7 separate regions of the Mus musculus genome follow, and all the other regions are linked to region 3. Evidence: chromatin contacts called from public Hi-C, HiCAR-type, HiChIP or PLAC-seq and promoter capture Hi-C data. All regions are on one chromosome and are shown on one strand. Each heading gives the region's core, a stretch centred on a gene start, on an enhancer-like site or on the middle of the called end of the contact. The rest is flanking DNA. Distances are from core to core; before and after follow the strand shown.

Region 1 (3,135 bases), core at 3-2,502, 1.9 Mb before region 3:
CCGACAAGGAAGAAAAGGACATTCTAGGGTTCCTTTCCCCTCCCTTCTTCAGAGAAAGTAGACTGGCTTCAGCAGGAGTGAGAAGGCAAGCTCTCCAGAGAAGGCTTTGAAGACTCCCCTGTGGACCCACCCCTCCAGCCAGGGCTCTTAATCGCCCCCGCAGCCTCCTTGCCTTCTCTTCTTTCCCTCCCTCGGGCAGAGGCTGCAGAGGCTGCAGAGGCTGCAAGAGCAGGAGCTGCAGCTGCTGCTGCAGCAGCAGCAACATTAACCCCTTGTGCTCCCTGTACTCTCCCTGTCCGTCCCGCTAACAGCCTGTGGGTGCCGGCACTGGCTGGAGAAGGAAAGAGGGGTCGGGTGGCTCTCAGGATAACAGAATCCAAAAGCCGGATAATCGAAGCGGGGCTGCAGTGATGGAGAGATGAGAAGGGGAGAAGGGATCCTGGCGGTCACCACCTGTCCCGCCGCAGCCAGGTCACAACACGACATTGATGAAGTCGAACGACAGGGCAGCGATGAGATCACACTTCACGATGGCGCGGTGATGTCACGGAGAGATCACAGCGAAATCACGACATGAAGGGGACAGCCCCCAAATATGATAGGGCAAATTTAAAAAAATATATAGGTAGATAGATAAATACTGAAAGGGGTTGTGACAAAATGGAGTCTCGACAGGGTACGGTGATGTCGAGATATGGCACGATGGAGTCGCGATAGGGTCCCTGGGGAGTCTCGGCATCGATCAGCGCCGGTTCGGAGAGGCTCCGGCTGAGATGCAGGGGAGGGCTTGAAGGGGGCTGAGCTCACCAGGCTGCGGCCCCGAGCGGCGAAGTCTTTCTCCGGGCGCGATGCTCCGGGAGCCTGGGGCTGCTGCTCACGCCGCGTTGCCCACTCTTGGCTCCAGGCTGCTACAGCTCCACCCCCACCCCCGCATCGCTCTCGACCAATCGGCGCTGGGCTCACTCCGCACTCTGACCAATGGCACAGCAGGGCGCTAAGCAGTAGGGGGGCGCCTCCGGTGCGGCCATCTTGCTTGTGGGCAATTGCCCGAGTCTGGGGCCTGAGTGCTCGAGCTAAGGAGGAAAGGTGCGGGCCGCCCCGCAAGGGCTCGCGGCCAAAGGCTGAGGGCCCGGACGTCCTCGCTTGTGCGTAGCTCTCCCCTCAGCGCCGCCCCTCCTCCCACTTTTGGGCTCGCGGCTGGAATTGCGCTTCCGGAGGGTGGGGGCAGGAGGACTGGCTCAGCGTGAAGAGTATGTTTCCGGGTTGAGCCCCGGGAGGTGGGAAGGAGGCGGCGTTTCCGGCCGCGGTCGCTGTCCAGGGAGGCTGAGGCAAGAGGGAGCTGTCCGGGTGGGGAGCCAGCACTTCCTTCTTCCTCCTCTGCGTGAGGGGAGAGAAGGTTGGGGGTCCCCGAGCCCATGGATCGGGAGGAGGCGGAGGCCGCCGAGAGCCGGCACCCCTCTATGTGGCCCTGAGCCCCGGTAGGTGGCCGGGGCGGCTGACTGCCAGGCCGAGGACCAGGAGCTCAGGGGAGGGGCAGAGGCGGGACGGGCGATGCCTCGGGTACGCTGGTCCGGCGTTGGGACCCGGAGATGGCGCTCCTGGCTGGGACAGGACAAATCTGCTGCTTCTAGCCTTGCAGGTGCCAGAGTCCCAATCTGAACCCCTCCGCTTTGGGACTCAGGCCTGGTCAGGCAGCTCCCTCTATTCCCTGACATATGGGCAGACCAGGCTGAGGCACTGCGGTCCTTATGATACTCTCGACCTCTGCAGCCTCGTCCCGAGTTGCTGTCTCTGGTGTTTGATGATCTTCCCATCGAGATTAAAAGAAAAGAAAAGGGAAAAAAAAAAGTTGATACAGAATAAAGGGGGCGGGGCTGGGCTCGTTGGCGAAAACCTTCCTCCTTGAGAATTTTGACAATTATGCCCCTTAGAGGGTCCTGCGGTGGCTGCAGTGAGCACAAAAAGCGAACTGAAGGAAGTCAAAGTAGAAGACCTCAGGCGGGGTTCCAGGAATGCTTTGCCTGGTCTCATCTCACGGTGGTTGTGCCCAACTGACAATAGAAGCTGTTAAAGCTCCTTAGCTGACTCTCCTTGTGCTATCTTGTGATTAACAGACTGGAAACTAGGAACAAATTGGAAAGACGACCTCCTAGAACAATCTGTTCATTTTTCCAGCTATTTGGAAAACAGTGTTTGCAAATATAAGCAAAGCTATTCATGCAGTCTGTTCTGTAACTTTCTCAAACATCTAGGACTTTTTTCTTTCTTTCTTTCTTTCTTTCTTTCTTAAAGCTTTATTCTTGATTACTCACACCCGTTGAATAGACCGGCTCTGTCGTTATTCAAACATATCTTATCGCTGTGTATATAAATGGAGTTCCACGTATGTAGCTGACAGACTGAACTATGATACATTCCCCATCAACCTGAAGTATTAAGTAAACATTACCCCCTGCTGTATCTGAACAGCTGCTGCAACAGCGTGCTTTTATTTCGGGTGTACTTGTAACGCCCTAAATGCCAGAACTACCGGGAGCTTTTCTAGATTTTCATTTGTCGAGTATTGTGGGGGTGTGTGTGTTCTCTCCCTGGGTTGCTACCCTTTGATTTGATAACAAACATTTTGGGTCTTAGCAGTGTTTTGTCGTTCCTGCCTCTGGTCAGCAAGCCTTTAACTGGACCCTAGCAGTGATTTGTGCCCATAGGCAATTGTAGGTTTGAGCCGAGTAAATGGCTAGGAGTGCAAATGAGATTAGCTCTGCCTCTCCCATGCACTTGTAACCAGTTTGCTAGTCCAATGGTATTTATTACTCCTGTTTTCAAAGCCTTCTCCTTTCTTTTTTGCTTTTCCCACCCACGTGCCAAGATATTGATGACAGGTGTTGAGTCACCTTTAGTTTTAAATCCTTTTGTGGTAGGCAGAAACGAGAACACACTCACGAACACACACACATACACTCTCTCAGCTCCATCCTGGGAGGCTAGCGAAGTTTCCGAGTATAGCTTCTTAGGCTACACCTCATGATCTTTTCAATGTGTTTGTGGCCTACACACCTCTTTTCTGACCCATGTGCCCTAATGTACAATTACGGGAAAACTAGACTAGGAAAGGGTAGAAGAGAGTGAGAGAGATAA
Region 2 (3,150 bases), core at 101-2,600, 1.5 Mb before region 3:
TCAGGCTGGCAGGCTTGACTGCAAACACCTTTACTCACCAAGCCATTTTTCCGGGTTCTCAACATAGGAATTTTAAGTTGCATTTATTTATTTGTTTCGGGGTGGTAGAAACACACATATCAAGACAACCTATGGTAGTTCATTCTCTCCTCATACCATGTAGGGCCTGGCGATCAAACAGGTTATCGGATTTGGGGGCAAGAATCTTTACCCTCTGAGCCATCTCACTTGCCCTTTTCTTCTTCACAGAGTCTCCTTACATTTCAAAAAAAAAAAAAAAAAAATCCCAAAATAGGAGAGCTTGGAAGTCAGAGGAAGAAAGATCAGGAGTTCAAGGTAACTGTGAGCAACATGATAGCCAGTTTCAACCATCCCCAGAGCCAAAACAAACAAACAAACAAACAAACAAACAAATGTACAGTAATCTCTTACTATTGGTATGAGTTACCAGCAATGAACCACAGTCCAAATATGTTACTTGGGGGGCTGGCGAGATGGCTCAGTGGTTAAGAGCGCCGACTGCTCTTCCAAAGGTCCTGAGTTCAAATCCCAGCAACCACATGGTGGCTCACAACCATCCATAACGAAATCTGATGCCCTCTTATGGAGTATCTAAGGACAGCTACAGTGTACTTACATATAATAAATCTTAAAAAAAGAAAAGTTCCTTGGAAATATTTGGAAGTAACAATGTAACAAGTAACAATGTTCAAGGTCCTCTAACTAGCACTGTAGACTAAGAGATCCAATGGCCTCTGCCTCCCTGCCAGGATTAGAAAAATGGGCAGCCACCGCCAGCGCTAACCTGCAAATTTCACTCACAGAACTCTACAGATAAAACTATTTGCTTCTATCTCTCTCCAGCCCGATGTTTTTGTTTTTTGAATCCAGGTCTCATTAAGTAGCACTGATTGGCCTAGAACAGACTTTATAGAACAGCCTGGCTTCGAACTCAGAGAACCCCCTGCCACTCGTGTGATGGGATTAAAGGCAAGGGCCAACACACCCAATCTGTTTATGTCTGAAAAATACACTGCTTAATGGAAAGAGAGCCACAGGTGTAACGGAAGGCAGTTACAGAAAGAAGCCGCAAGAGACCAAACGCACCAAGCTCAGTCACCGCACAGAGGCCAGGACGCTAAGAAGCCTGGAGGCCGGGGGCACGACTCTCCTGACACTGTGGTCTTCCTACCTGTCGCGTCACCCTCCTCAGGACGGGAGAAATGCCGCCTCTCTCTGGAAAAGCGGGCCTGAGCGGCTCCACGAGGATGGCTGATCTGTCTCCAACTCAGCGGCGGGAAGCGCCCACTCGCATTTTGCCGTGCAAACAACCCCGCCGGCTCCGCCCCTCTCCCGGAGGCCTTTGCGGCTGAGCATGCGCACCGCGGTCCGCCTGGGGCGCGGAGGCGGGGGATGGACTAAGCAGGAGAGGTTGACGGGGCGGGTCAGGGGGGTTTAGTTTTAGGCTATCCTTAATGTCACCTTAGCTGCCCGTTTTTCGTTTTTTGTTTTGTTTTGTTTTTTGTTTTTTTTTGTTTTAAGACAGGGTCTCACTTATGTACCCCTGACTGTCCCGGAACTCACTATGCAGACCAAGCTGGTCTTGAACTTAGAGAGGTTCTCCTGACTCTGCCTCCCTAGTTCTGGTATTAAGGGAATATGTCATCACATGGGCATATTTGGGTCCTTAAAGGCAGGAGTGAGGGGGCACAGGCCTGTAAGATGAAGGTGTGTGGTTAAAAATTCAAAACCAACCTTATTTTACAAACGGAACAACAAAAGCTGGGGGATTGAGACAGAGCAACGAGATGACAGAGCCTATTAAGGAGTTTACCGCAAAGTCTGACTAGCAGGGTTCTGTCACTGGAATCCATTTAGTGGAAGAAGAGAACAGATACCTGCAAATTGCTCCTTGACCTCCGCAATGTGCACATAAACACAATAAATACATACATGCATACATAAATAAAATTAAGGGCTAATGCAACATTAGTGACTCAGATGTTGAGTTACAACTTTAAAAACATGGTTGTAAATAGTCTCAGAAAAAGAGGAATGAAAAAGTAGGGACAGATGGGTATAGCTAAAGAATTAAGGAGGGAGCAGATCATTTTGATTATTTCTAAGTTTTTTTGTTTTTTTTTTTTGGTTTTTCGAGATAGGGTTTCTCTATAGCCTTGACTGTCTTGGAACTCACTTTGTAGACCAGGCTGGCCTCGAACTCAGAAATCCACCTGCCTCTGCCTCCGGAGTGCTAGGATTAAAGGCGTGTGCCACCACGCCCGGCTTCTAAGTCTTAATAGTAAAGAAAAATATAAAGTTTAATGATCTATTCATCTTGTCTTTGACCATAACTTCCATCTATCTTTTCTCTCTCTTTCTTTCTTTCTTTCTTTCTTTCTTTCTTTCTTTCTTTCTTTCTTTCTTTCTCTCTCTCTCTCTCTCTCTCTCTCTCTCTCTCTCTCTTTCCTTCCTTCCTTCCTTTCTTTTCTTTTCTTTTTTTTTTTTTGAGACACTGTTTCTCTGTGTATCCCTGGTTGTCCTGGAACTCACTCTATAGACCAGGCTGGCCTCAAATTCAGAGATTCTCTGCCCTCCAAGACTGGCTCTCACCTCTTCCTTCCTTCCTTCCTTCCTTCCTTCCTTCCTTCCTTCCTTCCTCCCTCCCTCCCTTCCTTCCTTTGAGACAGAATCTCACTGTGTAGACAGGCCTAGAGCTCAGAGAGATTTGCCTGTTTCTGCCTTCTGAGAGCTTGGAATTAAAGGTATGTAGGAATTAAAGGTATGTACCACCATAGCCTTCACTTGCTCTACGCACTCTCCTCTCTCCCCCTCCCCCCTTCTCTCTCTCTCTCTCTTTTTTGTTTTTCGAGTCAGGATTTCTCTGTGTAGCCCTGGCTGTCCTGGAACTCACTCTGTAGACCAGGCTGGCCTTGAACTCAGAAATCCGCCTGCCTCTGCCTCCCTAATGCTGGGATTAAAGATGGGCACCACCACTCGCCGGCTTGTTTTGTTTTTTAAATGCTGGAGAGTCCTGTAAATAATCCAAATCAAAGTCATTGGTTCACCATGTTAAACTTTGGTGGCATCGGTACTTTGGTCTGTCATGGGTTCCCTTTCTGGGGTGAGAAGATGTGTGTGTTTTGTTTC
Region 3 (3,208 bases), core at 460-2,959:
AGGCCTCACTTAGCCGACCATCCTCCATCATGGGGGAAGCTACCTAGAGGAGTCTGCTGAGAAATGAGCTCCATATGGATATATGTTGTGATCAATTAGCAATGGCTGCCGGGCCTCAGGTAAAGGAAGCCGCTGTATGCATCCCTATGTGTTGGCCAACACTGTCCTTAAGCCCCCAACAACCTCAGCTCCCAGCAGATATCGATGTCAGGAAGAAGATTGAAGCTCACAGCCCTGGAAGTCCGTAGCCATTTTCAAACGTGGTCTAACAAAGCTCCCCCTGAGAGTCTTTAGCCCACATTCACCAAGTCTTTACTCATTTGCTGGATCTACATTAGATGTCTGCTGTTCTGGGCTGGACCAAAGAAAATGGAGATGATCCAGACACTGCCTGCCCTGATGAAGCTATCTAGTGGAAGAGACAAATAATAATAATGATAATTAATAAATTTAAAAGTCACAGATAATTATATTAATCCAATGTCATAAAGAAAGTGTGATTTGGGAGCTGGGAAGTTGGAGGTGGCAATTTGCTTAAGGAACTGTTGATTTGGTTCTTGAGTACAACGCAGAGAGAATGGGGGAGGGAGGTTACAGCAGAGAGGCAGGCTATGAAATAGTAGAGAAGCAAAATGGCCCACCTGGAGAATGGGAAACACCTTGGCAGCCCCGGAGCGTGCAGTATGGGAAAAGTGGGCTGCAAAGAGCATTATGAAGAATCTACTAGATCAGATTCCATTCAACACGTGTTGCATGCCAGGGATGGATTCCAAGCTGGAGAACAAACGGAAGGTATACAGTTGAGGGTTTCAACAGATCACACTAGCTGCAATGTTTCTCCGAGTTGGAGAAATGAAAATGTGGACACTTCTGCAGAGGCTCCCGGAAGACAGAGGTCATTTTAAGAGATACTAAAGAAATGGCAAGCCTCGAACAGTGTACAGCAAACGGCGTGGATGAAGAAGAATGCAGGCGCAGGTGGAATCAGCTGGTAAAACAAGTAGGTCAGTGGGCGGGTCAGCAGGGGTGGGCGGGTCAGTCGAGGGTGGGCGGGTCAGTAGATAAAGATGCCTTTCACTTCTATCAGTTATGAGGAAAGAAGTACAGGTTTGGGATTGAACACAATAGCCAGTCCCGTCACAGATGACATGAACGCAGGTGTCGAGAATGAAGCACTATTTTAAGGTCAGACTTTCCGCTCAGGGCCTCTTCACTTCTTTGCCAGGGCCCTTGAGTTCTCTCTTCCCTTGATTGTGCTTTTCTAGACCCTAAGGTAACTTCCCCTCACAGCCAAAACGCATCTCTACCACCTTACCCACAGACCTCGGTAAGACCCGTCTCACTGCCCGCCTCTCCAACTCACTCTTCATCCCGACCCCTCGGTGACCCTGCCCATCTCCACACGCTGCAGCCTCTGCCCGCCCGCACTCCCGCCCCGACACACACACACACACACACACACACACACACACACACACACACGCCACGATGCTTGCTTTCCCCTCTCACCTTCCCAGCTCCCCTCCCCCGCGGGTACCACCACCTCCAAAGCCTCCAGCCCAGCGCCTGATTCTCAACTGCACCCCATCCGCCACCCAGACTCACCCACAGAGACACCCACTTCTCAACAGGCCGGAAGTGCTCCCGGGCTCTTGCAGGGGATGCTGGGACGCATAGTCCCAGCGCCGCCAGCCCTGGAACCCGATCTCTGAGACCACAACTCCCAAAAGGCAACGCGCGAGCACCGGTGGCCACTCCTCTATCGGCCGCCTCTCAGATGACGTCAGCCAATGAGTGCCTCATCTTCTCAGGCGCTCTGGTACCGGAACAAATCTTGCAGGGCCAATGCCTGGGGGGGTGTAGCTCGATACTATTCTCTTCCATTGGTTCTGCGGTGACGGTGCCGCCTACTGGGTGGAGTCTAGATTAGAAGGGCGTGGGGTCGGGGTCTACTGAAGAAGCGTGGGGCCCCCTGGGTTGAGCTGGAGAGAGTAGGGAAAAATAATAAAAAAAGGAAAGAGGGTGAATACAGTGACCATCTATTGGGCAAGAGAGAGTTTGTCTGTTGTAACTACAATTTCAAATTCACAAATTCACAACTTAGTTGAGTGGTTTGGCAGAGTTCTATATCTCACCTCTTCACTTGTGAAGTAAGAATAATAGCATTCATGTGACAGGTTTATGTGAGGCATCAGTGAGGCAATAAACCTAGAACTGTTAATTCGGATCCAGGATCCAACTATAGATAGCAGATACTAGCCATTTTTATGTAAATTAGTCTTACGGAGTTTGAATCCCTGGGTGTCAGAAACACGTTAATCCCTGTAGCTGAATAATCTTAGTGTAATACTTAGTTGCTTTGTTCCACGGTCCTGGCTAGTTTCATGCGAACTTGACACGAGCTTGAGTCATCAGAGAAAAGAGAGATTCCGTGAAGAAGATGCCTTCATAAGAGGGACTATGGGAGAACTTGCGGGACTTTCTCGTAATGATTGATAGTGGAGGGCTCAGGCAATTGTGGGTGGGGCTACCCCTGGGCCGGTGGTCTAGGGTTCTGTAAGAAAGCAGACTGAGCAAGCCAGTAAGCAGCGTTTCCTCCATGGCCCCTGCATCAGCTCCTGCCTCCAGGTTCCTGCTTTGTGGGAGTTCCTATCCTGGCTCCCTCCAGTGACAGATTACAACGTGGAAGTGTAAGCCGAATAAACCCTTTCTTCCCCAAGTTGCTTTGGTCACTGCGTTTTGTCATAGCAATAGAAACCCTATGATAAACACTGTAAATACTCTTGAGGTATGAGCCATCTAATAGGAAGCTGGAAATGTGGGTCTTGTAGTCAGTCAGCCATAGATTCAAACCCCAATTCATACATCCCATCTGTATGTCCTTGAACAAACAAACAACTCCATCACGATTGTCTTTTTTTTTTTTCAGCTGTAAAATTTAGGTGACAGAACAAAACCTCCATCTCAGGGTAGGTTCCTGGGAGATTAAAGATAATATGTAGGTAAAACATGGAGTCCAGCCACTTGCTTTCAATGTGGGATCTATGCCTTGATACTCCCTAGCTGCAAAGCCTCCAGCAAACTCCAAACGCCTCTTTTGTAAACATGTTTGTGTGGATAGATGCACTGTGCATGCAGGTGCATGTGCCTGTGGAGGCCTGAGGTCAAAATGAATGCCCTTTTTGGAGCATTCTCCACCCTGATTACT
Region 4 (3,457 bases), core at 554-3,053, 1.5 Mb before region 3:
CCAAACCAAAACCCGGGTGTGGTGGCGCATGCCTTTAATCCCAGCACTCGGGAGGCAGAGGCAGAGGCAGGTGGATTTCTGAGTTCGAGGCCAGCCTGGTCTACAAAGTGAGTTCCAGGACAGCCAGGGCTATACAGAGAAACCCTGTCTCGAAAAACCAAAAAAAAAAAAAAAAAAAAAAAAAAAAAAAAACCAAACCTCATCAATCATACAGAGAAGATATTTTTAAAACATGAATTTAGTAACATTATACACACACACACACACACACACACACACACACATATATATATATATACTTGGTTTTTCAAGGCAGGGTTTCTCTGTGTAGCCCTGGCTGACCTGGAACTCATTCTGTAGACCAGGCTGGCCTCGAACTCAGAAATTTGCCTGCCTCTGCCTCCCAAGTGCTGGGATTAAAGGCTTGCACCACCATGCCCGGCAATAACGCTTTGATATTTAGTCCATTTTCTTCAGGGATATGGGACATGAGATGACACCCATGCTGCAGAAGATAAGCCCATGCACATGCAGACATCACTAAGTGGACCAAGTGGGTTTGAAAAGGCAGAGTGAATGGCAGGGGACAGGGGAAGGGATTTGATCAAAGCACATATGCATGCATAAAATTATCAAATAATAGAAAACAAAAACATACATTTTAAATAGAAACTATGTGTACTGTCTCTAATATTTGATTATAATTTATAATACCATGTATGGGTAGATTTCCTCTGGTGTTTTCACACAATTTTGTTTTGGTTGACCCTTCTCCTCAAATCAGAATCCTCCTGTTCCCATGCCCTTTAGTATCTTTCGTGCTCAGCCTTCTCTCATTTTAGATCTTTGCCCCTTAAGTGCTGGAGTCCAGCTCCAGTGGGGTTCAGGTTCACATGTGATGATTAATCTTATTAAATTGATGGGATTTAGAATCAACTTGGGGACAGGTATCTGAGTTTGTCTGTGAGGGATTTTCTTGGTTTATTGAGCTATGAGACTTTGTCCTGACTATAGGCCAAAAAAGAGAAAGATGGTTGAGCGCTAGTCATCTTTCTCCTATGTTCCTCAACTGTGATGCACATTAAAAAATGGAGAAGGGCATATACAGCTCCATCTAACACTTCTGAGCTTTGACATTCCTCCATTTCTCCTTCCAGCTTTTTCTTTTCTTTTTTTAAAGATTTTATTTATTTTATGTATATGAGTACACTGTAGCTGTCTTTAGACACACCAGATGAGGGTATTGGATTCCATTACAGATGGTTGTGAGCCACCATGTGGTTGCTGGGAATTGAACTCAGGACCTCTGGAAGAGCAGTCAGTGCTCTTAACCACTGGGCCAACTCTACAGCCCTCCAGTTTTTTTTTTCCACAGCCCTGTCTCTTTAAGAAGTCAATCATATCGGAAGTGAGAATGCTGGGACGGCTAGGTCTAGGGCATGATGGGAATAGAGGGCGGGAATGAAGGCCGGGAACGTCCAATTACCTCAGGTCTAGCGCATAAATAGGAGTGCGCACGCGCAGTTGTCAAGGCGTTGCGTTGCCATTCCTCAGGCGATTCCAGTAAAGTAATTTGTCATGGTCCCCACCTGAGACCTTGAATGCTTTTGTGCATTCTCCGACTGGCGTCTCATTGGAGGCGGGTGTCCTACCGGGCTAGAGAAAGCCGCTCAGGCCTGTGGGCTTGTGAGGGGGCAACGTACCACGTGCCCAAACGGGGCGTGGCCCTCCACGTGACTAGGCGCCGCAGGAAGTTCTGGGTAACCTCACGTGACAGGACCGTCCCCTTCTGGCGGGGGCGGAGTGGCAGCTCATCACGTGACCGGCGGCGGGCTGCGCCGCGGTGGTGCCGTAGCATCCTCAGGCTCGCTGCAGTTGGCGGCTCGCGCGCTCCGTTGGAGACTGAGTTCCTCCTCTGGCCTTTGGGGGACAGGCTGGGGAATTCTGGTTGCGAACGGGAACGCCGGAGAGCTTGCGACATTCAGAGGAGGGATACGCGCCTGTAGAGTGTTACAACTGTGGCAAGTGGTGGAAAGTTCTCGACCCGGCTTCGCAACAGGGTTTTAAAAAACCTGTTGTTTCTATGGCTGGCTGGAATTGATGACAGGCCTTTTGCGAGGGTTTCCTTTATAGCTTGGCTTACATTTGTACTACCGTTTGGGAATCTGAAGAGAGCCCAGACAGGGGTTTCTAGCAGCCATTCTCAACCCTCACAGGGTCGCATATCAAATATTTACATTACAATTCGCAATTAGCAAAATTACAGTTATGACGGAGCCACGAAATAATTTTATAGTTGGGGGTCGCCACATTAACCGAGTTTATGAATGTTGAGAATCACTGGTTTATAGGAAGACGTTAGGGGGAGTTGCCTCCAGAATGACCAGTTGGCCCACCTCTAAATGGGAACCTAGCGTTCTAGTTGTGATGACGTCTGAGGCTCTGAAGTGGCTTTAGGATGAGAAATCGGTTCTTATTGTTAGTGCAGGCTGAGGTAGAGGCAAAGGTGAGGCCTCACTTGGAGCAGACATGAGTCACATGTCAGTGTCCACACAATCAGAAATTAAGTACTGAGTCCAGCTGTCCACTTGCTAGGGTCCTCCTGTGGCGTGTTCAGCCAGTCTGTATCGCAACAACCTCCAATATAGTGAAGACCATAGTGCTTGTCTAAGACTTTTCTCATTGGAAGGTAGCTAATCCAGGAGCAAAAAGAACAGTTAGTCCTAGTCCCAGAAGGGTGTTGCTCAAATGCTCGATCCTGAAGCTATTAACATGTTAGTATGAAGGAAAACAAAACCCAAGTACCAATCCTTTATATTATGTTTTAGGCGTCATCTTAGTTTTAGATGGGATAAGAACTCGGCATAAGCACTTAGAATGAAAGAACCTTTGGATGGTGGATGTGACAAAGCAATGGCACAACAAGGGCTTCTGGACAGAATTAAAGAAGAACCTGATGATGCTCATGTAAGCATTTTCTTTTGACTTTCAAAATACTAAAAATTATTAGCGTTAGAATTGGTATTATTCCGGAGAATTGGAAATGAATGGTACTCAATGGTTGCTGGTTTATACGTTGATACAACCCAACTGATTAATTTTTTTCATGCGTTAGGTGAGTCCTATGGAGGCTGGGGGATATACGATTAAGTAGTAGAGTATATTCCCAGTGCTGTGAGTGCGCAATTGTCAGTGCTAGTCCAAAATGAATGGAGCCTCCAAACTTTATTCATTGGAAACTTACTCCTGCTTCAGCGTGATTGCTGGAGGGTGACCCTGAGAGGTAAAGATCCAAGTACAGGCTCTGTCATTACCAGGAGTGGCTTGGTTTTAAAAGCCAGTTGGGCATTTTGCTTGCTGTCTTGTTCTTTCTTGGGCACTCTCCTACCCTTTGCTACATTGTAATGTGACTAGAAGACTTGACTAAATGCAGCCCCCTTGTCTTGGAATTCACAAC
Region 5 (3,227 bases), core at 37-2,536, 1.5 Mb after region 3:
GCTGTGACTAGTTCATTTTTAAGTTAGCATTTTCCTAAGTTGTATTCCAGAAAACTGTGACTCAGAGAGGTTAAATGACTTCTTCAAGATCACACAGCTAGAAACTGTTTAAAAAAGAAAACGAACAACAGGATCTGCTCACTAACGCCAGTGCTGAGGGGGAAGCTGAGCAAAGAAATAAGCCAGCGGGGCGCTGGTGGGTAAGGCTGGGCCAGATCACGAAGGAACTGGATCACCAGACTTGTCTTCCTCTGCAGGTAAGGATGAGGACCGTGCTTTGCAGACTGTCCTATGGCCAGTACCACGATCAGCAGTGGGACTGTGGAAAGTGCCTGGCTAGATTGAAAGCTCAGGACTTTTTATTTAAAAAGTATAGTGTTGGCACTGTAGATACTGGGGATACAATTATAAGCAAATCAAACACAATTCTTGTCCACATGAGAGTTTTTGTTGTTGCTGCTGCTGCTGTTGTTGTTTGAGACAGAGCCTCATTATGCAGCCATGGCTAGACTGGAACTGTCTATGTATGTATGCTTGCTTCTGCCTGCTGAGACTAAAGGCATGTGCCACCAGGCCCGGCCACGTGGGAATGTAACTAATCAAATAAACATGCAACCAAGTTTAGAACCTAAACCCCAAGAGCCAAGTACAGGAAAGTTGGTAACTTAGGAACTGTGATTTGACCTACAGAGGGAATAAAACCTCCTTGTTGAGACCTAGTCATCTACTGACACTAGTTCTAGGCCGTACTTTGCTGAGGAACTCACTGTGAGTTTAGGTAACTAAGTCATTGCCTTTCTGAGCCTCAGTTTCCCCATACATAAAGATAGGAGCACCGTGACATCTTAATTTTCCTTCTCTTCTGGCGGTCTGACCTTTCTCCACTGTCCACGGGTCTGTTTAGTACCCACGTTCTAAATGGCACCTGCATTCCAGGAAAGGCTTAAGTTCTCAGTAGCCATGGCAACCGCCTGGGCGTTAGAAGTAAAGTGATCACGACAGTGACGTAACTAATATGCGTCAGGTTATAATATGGCCTTGCCAGGTTATAATATGGCCACCACAGAAACAACTGACCAAGTCTCCCCATTAGATAACTACAGCTGGCCAGGCCCGAGGTCCGCTGCAGGTCACGAAAAATAAAAACAAACGAGCCACTACGGTCAACAACACTTCCGGACACTCCTACCCAGCCCTCTGTAAGGTACCAGCTCACCGCCTGTGACTTCCGTTTGTTGACCGGAAGATTGACAGCCTGTCCGTCCAATCACAATCGGACCCGCCCCAAAATCCAACCAGGAGCGGCATTGGGAGCAGGAAACTCCGCCTACCACAGTTGTGTGACGTCATAACCGCCATGGCCAGCTATCCAAACGGACAGGTGAGTTGTAGTGGCCCCTGCGTCAATATTTGGGCTTGTCTATAGATCCGGTACCACTCTCCATCCTCGGCTCTTTCTCCCCACTTGATCCGCAGCCTTTTCACGCAGAGGTTTACTTCAACAAGACTCTGTGTGAGCGAGAAACAGGAGGGCCAGTCCGTCGCGCTCGTTTTACGTCACATAGGACCACTCGAGGGGTTGTTTATATTGCGCAAAACTGGCTTTGGGGGTTTTGCTGTGAATTGATCCGGGCTGAACCGGACCAGGGTGCTTAACTCAGGTCTCCGTGGGGCGGAGTCCTCTGTGCTCTCGAGGCGTTTAGAGCTCTTTTTCCCTTGGAGTCTTTCTGGGCGTAACTTGATAAAAACAAGTTGCCCGACTCTCTCAGCACCGTCCTGCGACCGAATAATCTCGGGACAATCAGTGGTAGGAGGTACCAGAAGTGAGATTACACCCCTCACGGTTGTCCAGCGTCCTTTCACACGTAGGAAAAGTGAAACCCAGAGAAGATATGGAGTTTATCTAAGTTACCAAGTAGTTAGGCAGCAGAGCCAAGGTCAGAACTTGGGTTGTCTGCAACTGCTTCTTCCTTCCTTTCTAGCCTGCCTTGAACCAGCCGGGAACATCATTTCAGTGTGATTTATTTTGTGGCCAGAATTAGGTGACATAGAGGTGCCAAATGCAGTTTTGAGTTAAAAGTGGAGCCAGATCTTTGCCGCATTAGTTTTAAGTCTTTTTTTTTTTTTTTTTTTTTTCCTGATCCAGTTTCCTCTCATAAAATGGACCAAGTAGTAAGAGTCCACCCCTCACAGAGTTATTAGGAAGAACGATGTGATTCCTGTAGGCATATGCTATGCTATACGGTAAAGTGTAACATCACTTTGTAGGAGTTTTCAAAGCAGGCCCCTCACTTCGAAATAATTTGGACAAAATAATCGTCCTGATCACAGAGTAGTTTAAGAGATTAGTCTCATGTATGGAAAGTGGAATGCAAAGTCAAATGGGTTATTACCAAGCTTTGATTGGCCATAGTCACAGACTAAAAGATATTTAAAGGCCTATGTGGTTTATATAGCATTTCTTACATTTACTTTGTGTGTGTGTTGGGGGTGGGGAGAGGGCGGCTACACATGTGCACATGCACAGGAATTATTTTTTTCTCTATCATGTGGGTCTTGGGGATCAACCTTCTTGGGCCTTTCAGCAAGCCCCTTTACCCACTGAGTCATCTTGCTGGCTCCCACACAGCAGTTGGGCCCCCATTGTGCCCATATGAAGACCCTGTAAGCATGCAGGGCTTATTATTTTGACTTATAGCTGAGGAGCAAACCCAGAGAGGCTTAGAGGTCTCACATAGCTGGTGAGGGTGAGGCCAGGGTTAGAGCTTTGAATTCCACTTATTGCATACTTGGCAGAAGTGAGTAGAGGCCAGTGTGGGCTCCAAGTAGGAAGAACTACCACAGCCTGGCTTCCCAGACTCCGCCCCACTTGCTGGGTTTTGTGAGATGTTAATGGGTGCTCTTGATAGAGGATCCTGTGGTTAAGCAAGCTTGGGAACTGCTCTGTTAATACAGCGTGGTAATGCTCACTGCAAATCTCCCAGAAAGTCATAGAATGCGTCATAGTCCTAAAAACTTTCTTAACCAGGGACCACCCTACCCCATCTGTTTTGAATTACGTCTGCTCATTGTTTTGTGACAAGCTGGTGTTCCACGGGAGCTCAGGTTGGGAAAGCATTCCCATAGTACATATTTTTAGTGGCTGGTTTGTATCAGAATTACCTGAGAGCTTGTTTAAAGGACAGATTTGGGCCCCATCTAAGACCTGCTCTAAGCTTAGATGGCAC
Region 6 (3,162 bases), core at 464-2,963, 1.5 Mb before region 3:
GAGCATAATTATATGTAATTTTAATAACACAAGGGAGAAAATGTAGCCTTTATGTTGGTGATTGTTCTTGAAGTTTCAAGAGGAAATGTCTTGTTTACGGAGTTCCCCAAGAGACCAGGCCAACCCACTTGTCCCAGTACACCAGTTAGAGGTGAGCAGTGAAGGGCAGAGCAAGACTGGGCTGGGAAGAACAAATTGTGATTCATTGACCCCACCCACCTCAGCAGTTTTTGTTTTGTTTTGTTTGAGACAGGGCCTCTCTGTATAGCCCTAGCTATCCTGGAACTCATGTCAACCAGGCTAGCTTAGAACTCAGAGATCTGACTACCTCTGCTTCCTGACTGCTGGGACACAATGCCACCTTAGTTTGAAGGACTAACTGGGACTCTGAAATATCACAGGAAAAGGGAACAGTGGAGGGTTGGGCGCCTGACAGTCGGACTTCTTGGTAAGGACAGTCGTCTGATTGATGGTTCTTTCAGTTCTAGTTTTGCAAATGGTTCCCACTTTAGGGAGCAGTTTGGTTTTAGCCTCATCACTGTGGCATTTGCCCCATTTAAGGCCTGGTCTGCTCTGCCAGACTCGCTGCTGCTTGGAGCTGGCTTTGCTTCTTCACTGTCATTATGCTTTTGGGTGAGTTTTGTCTTTCCAAGGTTATCTATCACAGGAGAAAGTGACTCAGGGGAAAAAAAGTGACAAAACAGAGTTAAGTTAGGCCAGCAACCAGTACCTTCCTGCATGACCAAGTAGGCATGTGCACTTTAAAAACATGAGCAGTTTTAGTCACCAGCCATATCGCCAGCCCTCCGAGAGTTATGTAGATGGAAGCAGATCCAAGTACGTGGCCAGTAAGCATGAACAGTGGGAGGGTTTGAGACCATAGGGCTTCTTTTGGACCCATAGACCAGGGCTTGGGAATTATTTTATTTTATTTTATTTTGAGACTGGCCTTTGCGATATAGTCCTCACTAGCCTAGTTCTTGCTGTGAAGTTCATTCAACTCTGGGCAGTCCTCAGGCCTTATCCTCACTAGTTGGGGAATTACAGGCACATCATGCGTGGCAGTAGCCAGCTTTCATGAAAGGTCAGATAGTATTCAGTGGCTCAGCCATAGATGGTATACAAATGGATGCAGGTCAACACTTTCACCCTTGTACCCCGAGGTGTTAGTTTTATATAATTTTCAATTGTTGTGAAAATTCCTTGAACATTGCTTAATCATTTCTAGAATGTTATTATTTTCCTTATGGGTGTGTGTTAAAAAACTCGACAACCGGAAAAAATTGGTCCTCTGTTTGCCAGTGCAACCAAGTAAGGGATTCTTTAAATATCTTTCTCATTTTTCTTTTGGTTGAGCAATGGGAGGGGCAGGTATTTTAGGCATAGGTGGACCAGAAAAACTTACAGTTACTGCTTTATTGCTCATTAATTGTAGGGTTCACTGATTTTCTAGTAACTTTCTGAAGGCCATTGTGCAACTTCCATACAGCTGCAGACCCAGAGACACTCAGGGAGTTGGGTGGTGTCAGATTCCTCTAGCACGGGTGGGTTTGAAGGCCAGATCGCGTGGACACACACCCGATACTCCGCACCCTCCACAATGAGTACAGCCTGTAAGGAAAGGCCTCAGTGGGCGGGTCTTAGCGGAGGTGGCCATCAGTGGGCGGGGCTGAAAGTTGGGCGTAACCGGGTGGGCGGGCCGGACCGACTGTAGTCTTCCGGTAGGGAGGAAGAGTCGTCCAGGAAGGCGGGCGCTGCTATGTCGTTCAGGGTAGGCGTGTTGCGGGTTCTGCTTGGCGTCTTCTTCGCGCTCACCGGGGCTGCCAAGCTCTTTCAGGTCTCGGCCCCCGTGTCACAACAGATGGTGAGCGGCACCCGGGGAAGGACAGTGTGTGCTCGGTTCCCGGGGGCTTCATGCCTTCGGGCTCGAGGCCGCCTGGGCCTTTCCTCCTATTTTCTACACCTTCTCCAGGTGGGAGGGCACGGGACTTAACTGCTGGCTGAGCATGTTGTCCCCAGGCCGATTTAGAGTTGGAGAAGTGATGGGACTCAGGAGGTCCAGGAAGACAAAGTGAAAAAGTGACCTAGCACCCCTCTCCACCCCACATCCACCAACCCATTGTTCCAGGTTGGGGAGGCAGAATTTTACTTTATTTGGTTTTTGTTTGTTTGTTTGAGCTGGTCTTCTGAATGTGTCCCTCTGGCTGGCTGGCCCGGAGCTCACTCAGTGTAGTGGCTGGCCTCGAACTTGCAGAGATCCACCTACCCCAACCTCCAGACTACTGGGATTAACGGCTTACCTACCTTAGAAATCTTTTTTAAGCTTGAAACTAGTCATGATGGTAAAATGTAATTTACCAAAACATTACACAGCTATTCAAGCAAGGCTCAAAGTAGACCAATCTAACTAGACTCCTCAGTGTCCCACGCAGCCTGGGACAGAAGCATAGAAGTCACTGACTGTAGTTCCTTATCCCGAGAGGGTCTACCAGCAGTTTCCAGACCCTCAGAGAAGCCAGGCTCTGTGGAAGACCCCTGTTGCCACCTCCCAAGCCTGGGTACTACTACGATTTTCTTCTCCTTTTCCTCCTCCTCCTCTCCTCCCTTCCTCCTTTTTTCTTCTTCCTTTCCTCTTTCTTCTTCCCCTCCTCTCCTCCCCTCCTCCTCCTCTTTTCTTCTTTCTTCTTCCCTAAGATGGTGGGTTCTTTAGGATAGATATGGTAAAAGCCAAACAGCTTAAACTCTCTGCAGGTGTGTCTCATGTGCGGCCCTTGGACCACATACACTCCAGGATAGCTGTCACTGTAGCCCAGCATAAAAGTGTAAATTTAAAATCCGTGCTTTTTTTCCCCCTTTCAATTCAGCTGTGGGGTTCTGGAGCAGCTCTGTAGGTGACAGTATGGAGCTCCCTCCTTGGAAGCCAGAGTAGGACAGGCAGGGCTGCTGTTGGACCACAGGAAACAGTCCTGAGGGTGGAGCAGGCCCAGGGAAGGGTCTGAGTAGGGTGTGTTACACCCCCTCAGCTGTTCCTTGTGTCTGCCACAGTAGAATCAGGACCTGCATAGAAGATGGAAAGTGTCAGTCATTCTCTAAGGAGTCTATCCATCCCACCTGCAGATATTCAGAGAGAAGAGAAACTAGACCTGGCACAAAGAGAATCTG
Region 7 (2,992 bases), core at 11-2,510, 1.4 Mb before region 3:
ACGAATTCTACTTACCGTGCCTCAGTTTGCCCGGTTACTCAAGGAGGAGAGACAGTGACACCAAAGAAATACAGAGAAATAGGAGTCATTGTTGGGGACCCTGACTCAGAACATCTCCCAAGGTCTGTCCCTAGGGTGGTGGACTGTCTCAAGGCTCCAAAGCCCACACCTCACCACCTTAAGTTTTCAATACCAGACAAGGTAGAGGATGTAGCTCGCCTTCTACCACAACTTGGAGCGCCCGCGTGCCCTCAACACCCGCCGGGAAAGTCAGAATTCAGAACCGGCCCCTCCCCCATCTCCTCAGCCCCTCCTCCTGCGGCTTCCCCACGCGGCCCCCTCCCCCCCATTACAGCATTGCTCTGGGCGCCAAGACGGATTCCAGCCAGGGACTGCTGCAGTCAGCTCTCAGCGCTTCTGCAGCTTGTGTCCTGGCTCTGCAGCTTCGCGCTGTGCTTCGGACAGTCCCCTTTCCCCCCTCTACCCCACCCCCGCCATGGCACAGCCCCTGGCTCGGGGCCCAGAGGTGGGCGGGCACAGTGGGCACGGGTGGGGCCCCCAGCTAAGACGGCAGGTATAGCGGGGTTATCCCTGCACACTGGGGATTGCCTCCGCTGGCGGACTGTGGGTGAGGGACGCCTGTCAAAGACTCGGAGGCCAGGCACAGCGCCCCGCCCTGGCAGGGGTGGGGCAGAAGGGACTAGTGCGGAGAAGGGGGACTCCTAGAGCCCAGGCCAAGAGCTGGGGTCGGGTTTACAGACCCGGGAAACTAAGGACAGGAGCCTAAGAGGACGTGCCTGCGAGGGGGAGGCTGTGTGTGACATTCAGGGTGTGACTGCCTCGGTGAGGCAGCCGTGTGTCTCCCCCAGCTGCCCGCGCTCTGGGCTTGGGTCCCGGTGCCCAGGTCTGCTGTGCGCGGTCGTGACACCGAATGTGCTGGTTCCTGGGTCTTCGGTACACACCGACCCGGGGGACCACATTCGCACCCCCGAGCTGGGCCTCCCCGGCGCTGTCGCTCAGAGACGCGGGCGCTCCTCCGGGACCGCGGCGGCTGCCCGCCGGCTGCGACCTCGGTCCTCGCGGGGCCGCTGCGGGGGCGGGGAGCGCGGGCCCCCTCCCTGTCGCGGGCTCCTGGCTCGGCCGCCCTGCGCGGGGGCGGGGGCGGGGGCGGAGCGCGCGGGCGGGATCCCCCCGCCTCCCCGTCCTGGTCCCCGGGAAATCCAGCCTCCGTGGCTTGGCCGCCTCCGGCTCCCGCGCCCGCGGCCGCTCAGCACTCGCTCGGGGCTCCGCAGCTGGCGCGGCCCCTCCGCCGGGGGCTCCGCAGTGTCGGGTCCGGGAGCCCGCACTCGCTCCCGCAGCCGCAGCGCCCCCGGCCCGGGCCGCCGGCACCATGTAACCCCGGCTGGAGCCCGACCGGGCCAGGTAAGCAACCGGGAGGGGTGGGGATCGGGCCGCGCTTGCCGCGCCCTCTGCAGCGCCCCCCAGGCTCAGCCCCGCTGCAGCCCCGGCGCCGCCCACGCCCGGGGCTCCAGCGGCCTGGACTCCGGCCCCGAGATGGGGGGGAGGGGCTGGGCCTCTGCGGCCGCCCCCGGCCTCACCCTGGGCCTGGAGGCCGGCGTGACTGACCCCGGGGACGGGTTGGGGACCACGCGCTCCGCAGACGCGCTGTCCCGGCTGGGGCCGCGGGAGGCCAGCCAGCGCCCGCCCAGCCCTTGCCCGGCTGGAATGGAAGCTTGGGTCTGGGAGGGAGTAGCCTGCTGGCTGTGGGGGGAAGTCGTGGTGTTGGGGAGATCCGGAAAGAAGTTTCCTCTGCAGGTGTGTGAGCGTGCATGTGATGAGGGTGTCACCGTGTGGGTCTGTGGGTGAGTGAGTGTAATGCAGTGAGCGTTCAGGGTGTTAACCGTCCATGAGTCTGTCGACATATGTGTGGTTGAGTGTGTGCTGGCACTGTGTGGCTGTGTATGTAGGTGTCTGAGTGTGTGTGTATGAATGGACGTGCGTGTGCATGTGCATGTGCGACTATCTCTGTGAATGGGTCTGGGTATGTGTACTGTGTGACTGTGTGGGAATACATCCAAGCAGGGTTCACCCACACCTGGGTTTTGCCCCGCCCCCATTCTTGGTGGGACTTAGCACGGGAAGATCCTACTTTTCCCGAGGTCAGACCGCCCCCTCCCTCCAGAGTCTCCTTATCCTGGACACAGACAAGAGCACTCTGCACCTTCATCTACTTCCTGGGGCACCCTCTGCGAAGTCACTGGTATCTTTCCCTCATGCTGAGTCCCTGCTGGTGGTGAGCCTAAGGCTGTATACCTGTGTGTGGGGATACTTTTTTGGGGGAGGGTGAAGAGTACTAGGAGCTTGTGTTATTTCAATGATGCTTGGCCAAAGGCCCTTTAGAATGAGGAGGCCAGGAGGAAGATCTACCTTGTTAGTCATTGGAGCAGGTGGCTTTTTCCCAGAGTTCCAAGTCCCAAATCTCCAAGTTCTGGGTCGTTGGTTTAGCTCACGGTTCAGGTGGGTCTGTACTTAGTTCCTTGAAGTAGTAATAGAAGAATGTATCTGTATCAGTCTAGGACTTTTGAAAAATTGTTCCTCTCATTTCTTCTTGTTTCTCTAACTGCCTTGGAAGCAAGCTGAGATGCTGTCAGGTTAAGCCATATGAAATTGACAGTATTGAGCAGTTGTTTGTTGTTGTTGTTGTTGTGTTTTTTAACCTGCAAAAACAGCCATTCCACACAGCTCAATCTATTATGATGCCAATTTGCAGAAGAGGATGTTGAGGCTTGGGAAATGCATTGCATCTCTCACAATCACACATTGCCAGACAGTGGTAGAGAAACATTCTCACCCAGGTCTTCCATTGACCCAAGAAACCCAGCTAGGCCACAATTAGAGAGTAGGACTTTCTAGTGTGTTTTCCCTGACACTGGATCACTGCCCTCCACTTCTGTCCACTATCCCCTGAGTGCGTGTGTGGGGTCTACTTCTG

The links. Promoter capture Hi-C pulls out the DNA fragments that hold promoters and counts their contacts. A called contact is a pair of places that touch in the nucleus more often than the background predicts. HiCAR-type assays count read pairs that join an accessible place to other places. HiChIP or PLAC-seq counts read pairs in DNA pulled down with a chosen protein or histone mark. Capture Hi-C pulls out chosen DNA fragments and counts their contacts.
Region 1: an H3K27ac HiChIP or PLAC-seq map of thymic regulatory T cells shows a contact between it and region 3, with 6 times the contacts expected there. The contact joins the promoter of AU040320 here to the promoter of Zscan20 in region 3. A contact is called at or near these places in 2 of 115 datasets of contacts at active chromatin or transcription factors (astrocytes and thymic regulatory T cells).
Region 2: a HiCAR-type map of astrocytes shows a contact between it and region 3, with 6 times the contacts expected there. The contact joins the promoter of Zmym1 here to the promoter of Zscan20 in region 3. A contact is called at or near these places in 2 of 39 promoter capture datasets (embryonic stem cells and hippocampal neurons) and 2 of 115 datasets of contacts at active chromatin or transcription factors (astrocytes and large pre-B cells).
Region 4: a Hi-C map of B cells shows a contact between it and region 3, with 5 read pairs. The contact joins the promoter of Zmym6 here to the promoter of Zscan20 in region 3. A contact is called at or near these places in 2 of 39 promoter capture datasets (hippocampal neurons and stem cell-derived epiblast-like cells), 1 of 484 Hi-C or Micro-C datasets (B cells) and 2 of 115 datasets of contacts at active chromatin or transcription factors (astrocytes and large pre-B cells).
Region 5: a contact with region 3 is called in a promoter capture Hi-C map of liver, with 4 times the contacts expected there. The contact joins the promoter of Pef1 here to the promoter of Zscan20 in region 3. A contact is called at or near these places in 3 of 39 promoter capture datasets (hippocampal neurons, liver and pre-B cells).
Region 6: a promoter capture Hi-C map of liver shows a contact between it and region 3, with 2.4 times the contacts expected there. The contact joins the promoter of Tmem35b here to the promoter of Zscan20 in region 3. A contact is called at or near these places in 6 of 39 promoter capture datasets (the 3T3-L1 cell line, the C10 cell line, embryonic stem cells and 3 more) and 1 of 9 other capture datasets (liver).
Region 7: a promoter capture Hi-C map of hippocampal neurons shows a contact between it and region 3, with 6 times the contacts expected there. The contact joins the promoter of Dlgap3 here to the promoter of Zscan20 in region 3. A contact is called at or near these places in 2 of 39 promoter capture datasets (the 3T3-L1 cell line and hippocampal neurons).

The regions. Positions count from the first base shown.
Region 1 is chr4:126,752,518-126,755,652 of GRCm38.p6, forward strand. It overlaps AU040320 (expressed sequence AU040320), which reads left to right and starts at 1,253. Exons shown (of 21, transcript NM_133886.2): 1 at 1,253-1,478. It overlaps Ncdn (neurochondrin), which reads right to left and starts at 912. Exons shown (of 7, transcript NM_011986.4): 1 at 454-912. The coding sequence starts at 486.
Region 2 is chr4:127,059,804-127,062,953 of GRCm38.p6, forward strand. Zmym1 (zinc finger, MYM domain containing 1) reads right to left here and starts at 1,351. Exons shown (of 8, transcript NM_026670.5): 1 at 1,193-1,351.
Region 3 is chr4:128,608,389-128,611,596 of GRCm38.p6, forward strand. Zscan20 (zinc finger and SCAN domains 20) reads right to left here and starts at 1,710. Exons shown (of 8, transcript NM_177758.4): 1 at 1,606-1,710.
Region 4 is chr4:127,075,580-127,079,036 of GRCm38.p6, forward strand. Zmym6 (zinc finger, MYM-type 6) reads left to right here and starts at 1,804. Exons shown (of 14, transcript NM_001285885.1): 1 at 1,804-2,967. The coding sequence starts at 2,878.
Region 5 is chr4:130,106,270-130,109,496 of GRCm38.p6, forward strand. It overlaps Pef1 (penta-EF hand domain containing 1), which reads left to right and starts at 1,287. Exons shown (of 5, transcript NM_026441.4): 1 at 1,287-1,381. The coding sequence starts at 1,358. It overlaps Gm40258 (a long non-coding RNA gene), which reads right to left and starts at 1,849. Exons shown (of 2, transcript XR_868200.3): 1 at 1,332-1,849.
Region 6 is chr4:127,124,330-127,127,491 of GRCm38.p6, forward strand. Tmem35b (transmembrane protein 35B) reads left to right here and starts at 1,714. Exons shown (of 3, transcript NM_001099319.2): 1 at 1,714-1,864. The coding sequence starts at 1,760. It overlaps Zmym6 (zinc finger, MYM-type 6), which reads left to right. Exons shown (of 14, transcript NM_001285885.1): 14 at 1-45.
Region 7 is chr4:127,167,944-127,170,935 of GRCm38.p6, forward strand. It overlaps Dlgap3 (DLG associated protein 3), which reads left to right and starts at 1,261. Exons shown (of 12, transcript NM_198618.5): 1 at 1,261-1,422.